Regions from separate parts of the Sus scrofa genome. Here region 2 is linked to region 1. A link is a contact called in public HiChIP or PLAC-seq data. All regions are on one chromosome and are shown on one strand. The core of a region is the stretch at or near the end of the contact, and the rest is flanking DNA. Distances in the headings are between cores, read along the strand shown.

Evidence for each region. HiChIP or PLAC-seq counts read pairs in DNA pulled down with a chosen protein or histone mark.
Region 2: a contact with region 1 is called in an H3K27ac HiChIP or PLAC-seq map of alveolar macrophages. The contact joins the promoter of TSPAN17 here to the promoter of NSD1 in region 1. A contact is called at or near these places in 2 of 2 datasets of contacts at active chromatin or transcription factors (alveolar macrophages and skeletal muscle).

What each region holds. Positions count from the first base shown.
Region 1 is chr2:80,807,660-80,810,365 of Sscrofa11.1, reverse strand. It overlaps NSD1 (histone-lysine N-methyltransferase, H3 lysine-36 and H4 lysine-20 specific), which reads left to right and starts at 1,369. Exons shown (of 23, transcript XM_003123667.6): 1 at 1,369-1,592.
Region 2 is chr2:81,275,250-81,277,955 of Sscrofa11.1, reverse strand. It overlaps TSPAN17 (tetraspanin-17), which reads left to right and starts at 1,344. Exons shown (of 9, transcript XM_021084419.1): 1 at 1,344-1,598. The coding sequence starts at 1,512. EIF4E1B (eukaryotic translation initiation factor 4E type 1B) reads left to right here. Exons shown (of 7, transcript XM_021084422.1): 7 at 752-870. The coding sequence ends at 794.

The DNA of each region.
Region 1 (2,706 bases), core at 120-2,619:
CCTCCGTCCTCTGCCCCGTGCGCACGCACCTACCCACGCTGGCTCGCACCCCCGGACCGAGTCCCGGTCCCAGTGCCAGGCCTAGACCGGGACTAGGCACCGGAGGCGGTGCAGGGATTAGTGGACCCCTCCCCCAGCGCTCCCCTTGCCCCGCCCGAGGCAGCGAGGACCCCTGGGCCCCGGGGTGGTGAGGGAGCTTCGTGCTGGCGGTGCCCAGGCTGGGGACTTGGCCTCACTGGGAGGGGGCCGTACGGCGGCAGGCCGAGGTGCGGGAGAGCTGTCAGGCTGCTGCCCGGCTCGGGTGCGGGGGGGTGGGCTCAGCGCGGGGGTCGCCCGGCCTCATTCCCCCGCCGAGGCCACGGCCGGGCGGGCAGTGCCCGGGCGGGTAACCCGACCCGACCCGGCTCCCGGGAGCCGCTCACCCCGCACGGCCGGGCAGGGGGAGGGAGAGGAATGGGGAGGAGGGGGAAGGGAAGGAGTGGTGGGTGAGGGGCCGTGGGGACCGCAGGGCCGAGTCCCCGGCCTGTCTGCGCAGCTCTAGGGCGGCTGCCTTTGGAGCCCCAGACGAGCCAGCCCCCTGCCTCGCGGGCGTCGGGCCTGCGGCAGGAGGGAGCCCTGGGGCTGTACAGGCTTGGCTCGGGGAGGCAGACCCGAGCTACTGCCTCCATTTTGTTTCCTGCTCAGCTTGGTCTGTGGTGGTGGTGGTGTGGGCTTGGGGTGCGGCCGGGCAGGGGGTTCACCTGCGGCCGCGCCTGTTCGGGGTTTGAGGCCTCGAAGACCCCATCCCAACCCCCCAGGTGAGCCCTGCGGCAGGAGGGGGGGTTGCTTTGGCCTCGGGCCGAGCCGAGCGGGCTGAGGGCAGGTGCCCAGTGGATGGGGAACCCGGGCTGTAACCTAAGATGGAGGCCGGGACTGACGCGGGCCCGAGCGGGTCTGGCGGGGCGGTCAGACAGGCCCCAGCCCGGCCAGGTGCCGCCGGGGCTGGGCTCGAGACCGGTAGGGTGCTAGAGTTGTATGCAGCCCGGGGCCCGCGCAGCGCCCCGAGGTAGGTGAGGGCACTGGAGTGCCACCCACGACGCCCGCAGGCCCGGACACTCTGGGGAGGCGCGCGAGGCCTCTGGGGAACCCGCCTCAGGCCCCGCCCGGACAGCCGGGCCGGCCCGTAGGCCCGGGCCGCAAGCGGGCGCGCAGGGGAGGGGAGGGGGCGGCAGCGGCGGCTCCGCTGATTGGGCGACGCGCTCGCGAGCCCGACTTCACCCGCCCTGAACCCCGAAGAGTGAGGCGAGGGAGCGCGCGCCGTGGGGGAAGGGGTGCGCGCGCACTCGGGGCCCCAGCCGCACGCGGGCCGGCGCGAGGCGCTCGGTCGCACGCGCCGCCGCGGGGGCGCGCGCGGTGGGGGTGTGAGGAGGAGGAGGCGGCGGCGGAATAGGCCGGGGCAGGTCGCGCTAGCTGCTTTCTACCCTGAAGAGAGACGCGGGGGGGAGGGGGGTGCGGCGAGCGGCTCCGCGCTCTCCCCACCGCTCCGCTTGCGCCCCAGTGTAATGAGGGTCACCCCCTCCCCCCAGCCGGCCCGGGAGGGGGCGCGGGGCACGGTAACTAGTGCGCTGGGGTGGGTGGCGGGCAGGCGCGAGCAGGAGGGAGGAGGCGGCCGGGCGGGGAAGATGGTGGTGGCCGTGAGGTGAGGGGCGCGGGGGAGGGCCGGGTGCGGCTCAGGGTTGGTGGCCGGCGGCATTGCGGCCGCAGGCCCCCTCCCCCTCCATCACTACCAGCGGGGCTCAGGCCTAGCCGGCCGGGCCGCCGCGAACTTCCTCCCCGCGCGGCCTGTGCCCCACCGGCCTCCCGCGCGCACCTCGGCCTGCGCCTCCCCTCAGGTAGCCGGCTTGGGGGCACGGGGCCGGCTGCTCTCCTGCAGCAAACTTTGCTTGCTGCTGAATATTGATGAGTGCGATCGGCTCGGCCAGGAGGTGCTGCCGGCCCTGCGGGAAGGAGCGCGGCCCGGGCAGGCGGCGGCGGCGTCGGCAGCAGCCATGTTTGTCAAGCTGTAGCAGCTGCTGCTGCCCTGACTCGGCTTCACCCGCTGCCTCCGTTTCTCCCCCTGCCGCGTTCCGACCTCTGGGCCCTGCAGCCGTGCACCGAGCAGGCCTGCCGTTAGGAAGGCGAGCTTCGTTGTGCACCCGCTTCGGCCGACTTGCCTACGGCCTCAGCACGGCCGCTGCAAAGGCTCCGGCGCCGGCTGGGGCGCAGGGTGCAGCGCTATTGTGACCGCTGCGCCCGAGCGAGTCAGGAAGGATGGGGGGGTAATAACCTTTTTGTGTAGCCTCCGGGAGCCCCCACTCGATCCCTACAGCCCCCCTCCCTTCGGGAGATCCTGCCGTTGGACCCCCAACGGGGGAGGGGAGGACGATTCTACTTTGAGATTTGGAAATTTCTACTGCCAAAGGGATTTTAATTTTAGATCAGCCCAATTGTCCACCAATCTGCAGTGCAGGGAAAAGGGACGGGCTGTTTCCATGTGGCAAGATCTCCCCAGCTCCGGGAAGATGGAGTTTGCGGAGGCTCACCCGAAGCCATTTTTCCATCGTCAGCTGGGGAACTTTTTCCGCCCATGAAGTGCAGCAAGAATGGCATCGAGGCCACTAGGCCTTGAGAAGTGGCTGCCATTTTGAAGATAAGAGTCAATGGCTTGTAAACTCAGATTAATTGCCG
Region 2 (2,706 bases), core at 95-2,594, 470 kb before region 1:
AAAGGTGGCCTTGTTTCAACCCTGGGGGTGGGTTGGGTAAACTGGGGTGAAGTGAGTCACGGGGTGGGGGGCTCATCTGCAGGTGGAAAGATAACAGGAGCAAATCCTAGGATCCAGAGCTTCCTTGGTGCCCCTACCTGGGGGAAGCAGGCCAGGTGGCCTGAGGGCCAGACTCTTCCATTTTGGGGGAGGGAGCTCACTGACACCCTGAGAGCTAGTGCTCAGGGACGGGAGTCTCTTGAGTGATCATTCTGCTTTTTCAAAACTTTCATGGTTGCTTCCATGAGATTTGCAGCCTTGGAGCCCACCCTGTGTCCCACACCTTCCAGCAGCCAGCTGAGTATGGGTTCCTAGTTTATGGGGGGTGGGGGTGGATGAAGGCCTGACCCAGGAGAGGAGGCCGTGGTGGTCAGGCCTTCTACTAGACATGGATTAACTGAAAGGTGATGGAGCTTAAGCCCCTTTCTGTACCTATTCTAAATAAATACTTTTAAACAAAATAAATTATTTTGAGGGCTCTGAAATTAAGATTTCCCCAAACCTTGATCTGTTCCAGTCCTGCCTTGAGAGGGCTCCTGTGAAAAACTTGGGTACCAAGCAGCCTGAGTAGGGCCTAAGCTGGTACAGAGGAGAGGGGTTAGACGCGGAATGGGGGTGGGTGTCAACCACCAAAGGGGTTTGACCCAGGAGATGCAGTGTATGCCCTTGGCAAAACCGAAGCAGCGGGGAACAACAGGTGTAGTCTTCACAGGACCCAGGTGTCATCACTTCTGAGTTTGAACCAGAAGAAGTAGAACTGAATTTCGTCCAATGAGAAGCGCTTGTGATTCGACTCCACTGTAATAAAACATCCTGCATGTGTGCTAAAAACACCGTCAACATAGCCATCCTTTACCATCCTCCACTCGCTCAGGAGAGCAGTGGTTACTCCTCTCCAGGGTTGGGCATTGACAGCAAAGCCGGGGATTGGGGTGGCCCTGGTACCGAACTCTGCGATATGGGAGGAACTGAGGTGGGAGGAATTGAGGCTCTTTCCAGCTTGCGGCTTGCGGCGCCCTCAGCAGGTGTCTCAGGTGGGTCTGAAGCGGGAGTCCGCAGCAGCGGCCGGCCAAAGGGGCGGAGTCAGGCCTAGAGGCGGAGCTCCGAGGGGTCTGAGTCGTGGGGGAGGGTCTGGGCCTGGGGTGGTGCCTTACAGGAGCGGGCCTGGAGAGAGGTCCAGGGGCGGGGCTCCAAGTGGAGGGTGGCAGAGTAGGGCTGGGGGCGGAGGCGGAGGCAGGCCTAGAGTCAGGGCTCTGGGGGGAACCTAGTGAGGGGCGGTCCGGGTGCCGGGGGCGGTCCCTGAGGGGCGGTCCCTGCTGGGAGGGCGGGGCCCGACCGGCGCTCTGTGCGGCAGAGGCCATGAAGCCGCAGCCGCCGGGCTAGGCCCCGGGCGGCTCTAGCCCAGGGCGGCCCGCGGAGGGCTGGGCCTAGCCCCCGGCTCCGGTTCCCGGGCCGGCGGGCGGCCTCTCACCATGCCCGGCAAGCACCAGCACTTCCAGGAACCCGAGGTCGGCTGCTGCGGGAAATACTTCCTGTTTGGCTTCAACATCGTCTTCTGGGTGAGCGCTGGGTGGGTTCTGGGCCCTGTGCTGGGGATGCCAGGAGAAGGGGGCTCAGGCCCTTACTAGGGGGAGACCGCGCTCTGCCACAAGGACTTGGGACCGTCTCCCCACTCTTTCCTCCCACTCCCACCTCCACACCCACCCCCAGGACCACCCGAAGGAACTGCGTTGAGGCCTGGATTGCAGGGGGCGGGTCTCAGCCACTGCGGTACTGGGCGGGGAGGGGTAGTCTTCCGGGGTCTTCCTAAGACCTGACAGAGACAGGGTCCTTGAGGACCCCCACGGCCACGCTTGGTGCAGGTGGCCTCCTATCCCTACCAGCCCCCTTGCTACTCTGGGATGTGGGGGGTGCACAGGGCCCCACCCCTGGTTTTGCTCATAGGGAGGAGAGCCTCCATGGTTGGATCCACTCCCCTGCCACTTTACCTTTCCAGCACCTGGGCCTGCTGCTTTGCCTTAAGCTCCTACAAAGAGGGCTAGGTCAAAACCTCCTCCCGTCCCCCAACTAAGAGGCTTGTGGTCAGGGAGGGCCAATCGCCCTAGTTCTCAGCCAGGGCCAGTGGGATATCCCCTGATGAGAAGCCAGGAGAGCCAGCCCTGGGGAACAGATTTCAACATTCCACTGCTGACCAAACCTAGGCTTTGGAGCCAGGCTGCCCCTGTCTGGAGAAGGGAGCTGCTGGTGCCCCTCCCAGGGTGGCATCTGTGCCCCTGGGCCCTGCCAAGTCATCTTTCCCTTTTCCCTCCCCCATCCCATCTCTCCAAGGCTACTTGCTGCCTCTGCAGTCTCTGCTTCTGTTGCCTTGGGTCAGAATGCCAGGCCCATTCATTTTAGTTCAGCAGGACTCAGTGGCACTACCCTCTACCCACATGCCACTCATGAAGTGTGGTTGTCCCTTGGCCTCAGCAGTGCCTAGATCTCAAGGGTGGGGGCCATGTGCAAAGAGCACTGGAGGGGGCAGTCTGGGACTCTGGGTGCAGCAGGCCTAGCTGTGACACTGTGAGCAAGTTACTTCTCTCTGGGCCTCAGCTTCCCGGCCAGCGGGTGGGTGAAAAATGAAGTCTGTCCCTCAGGGCTATCAAGCAGATTAAGTGAATTATAACT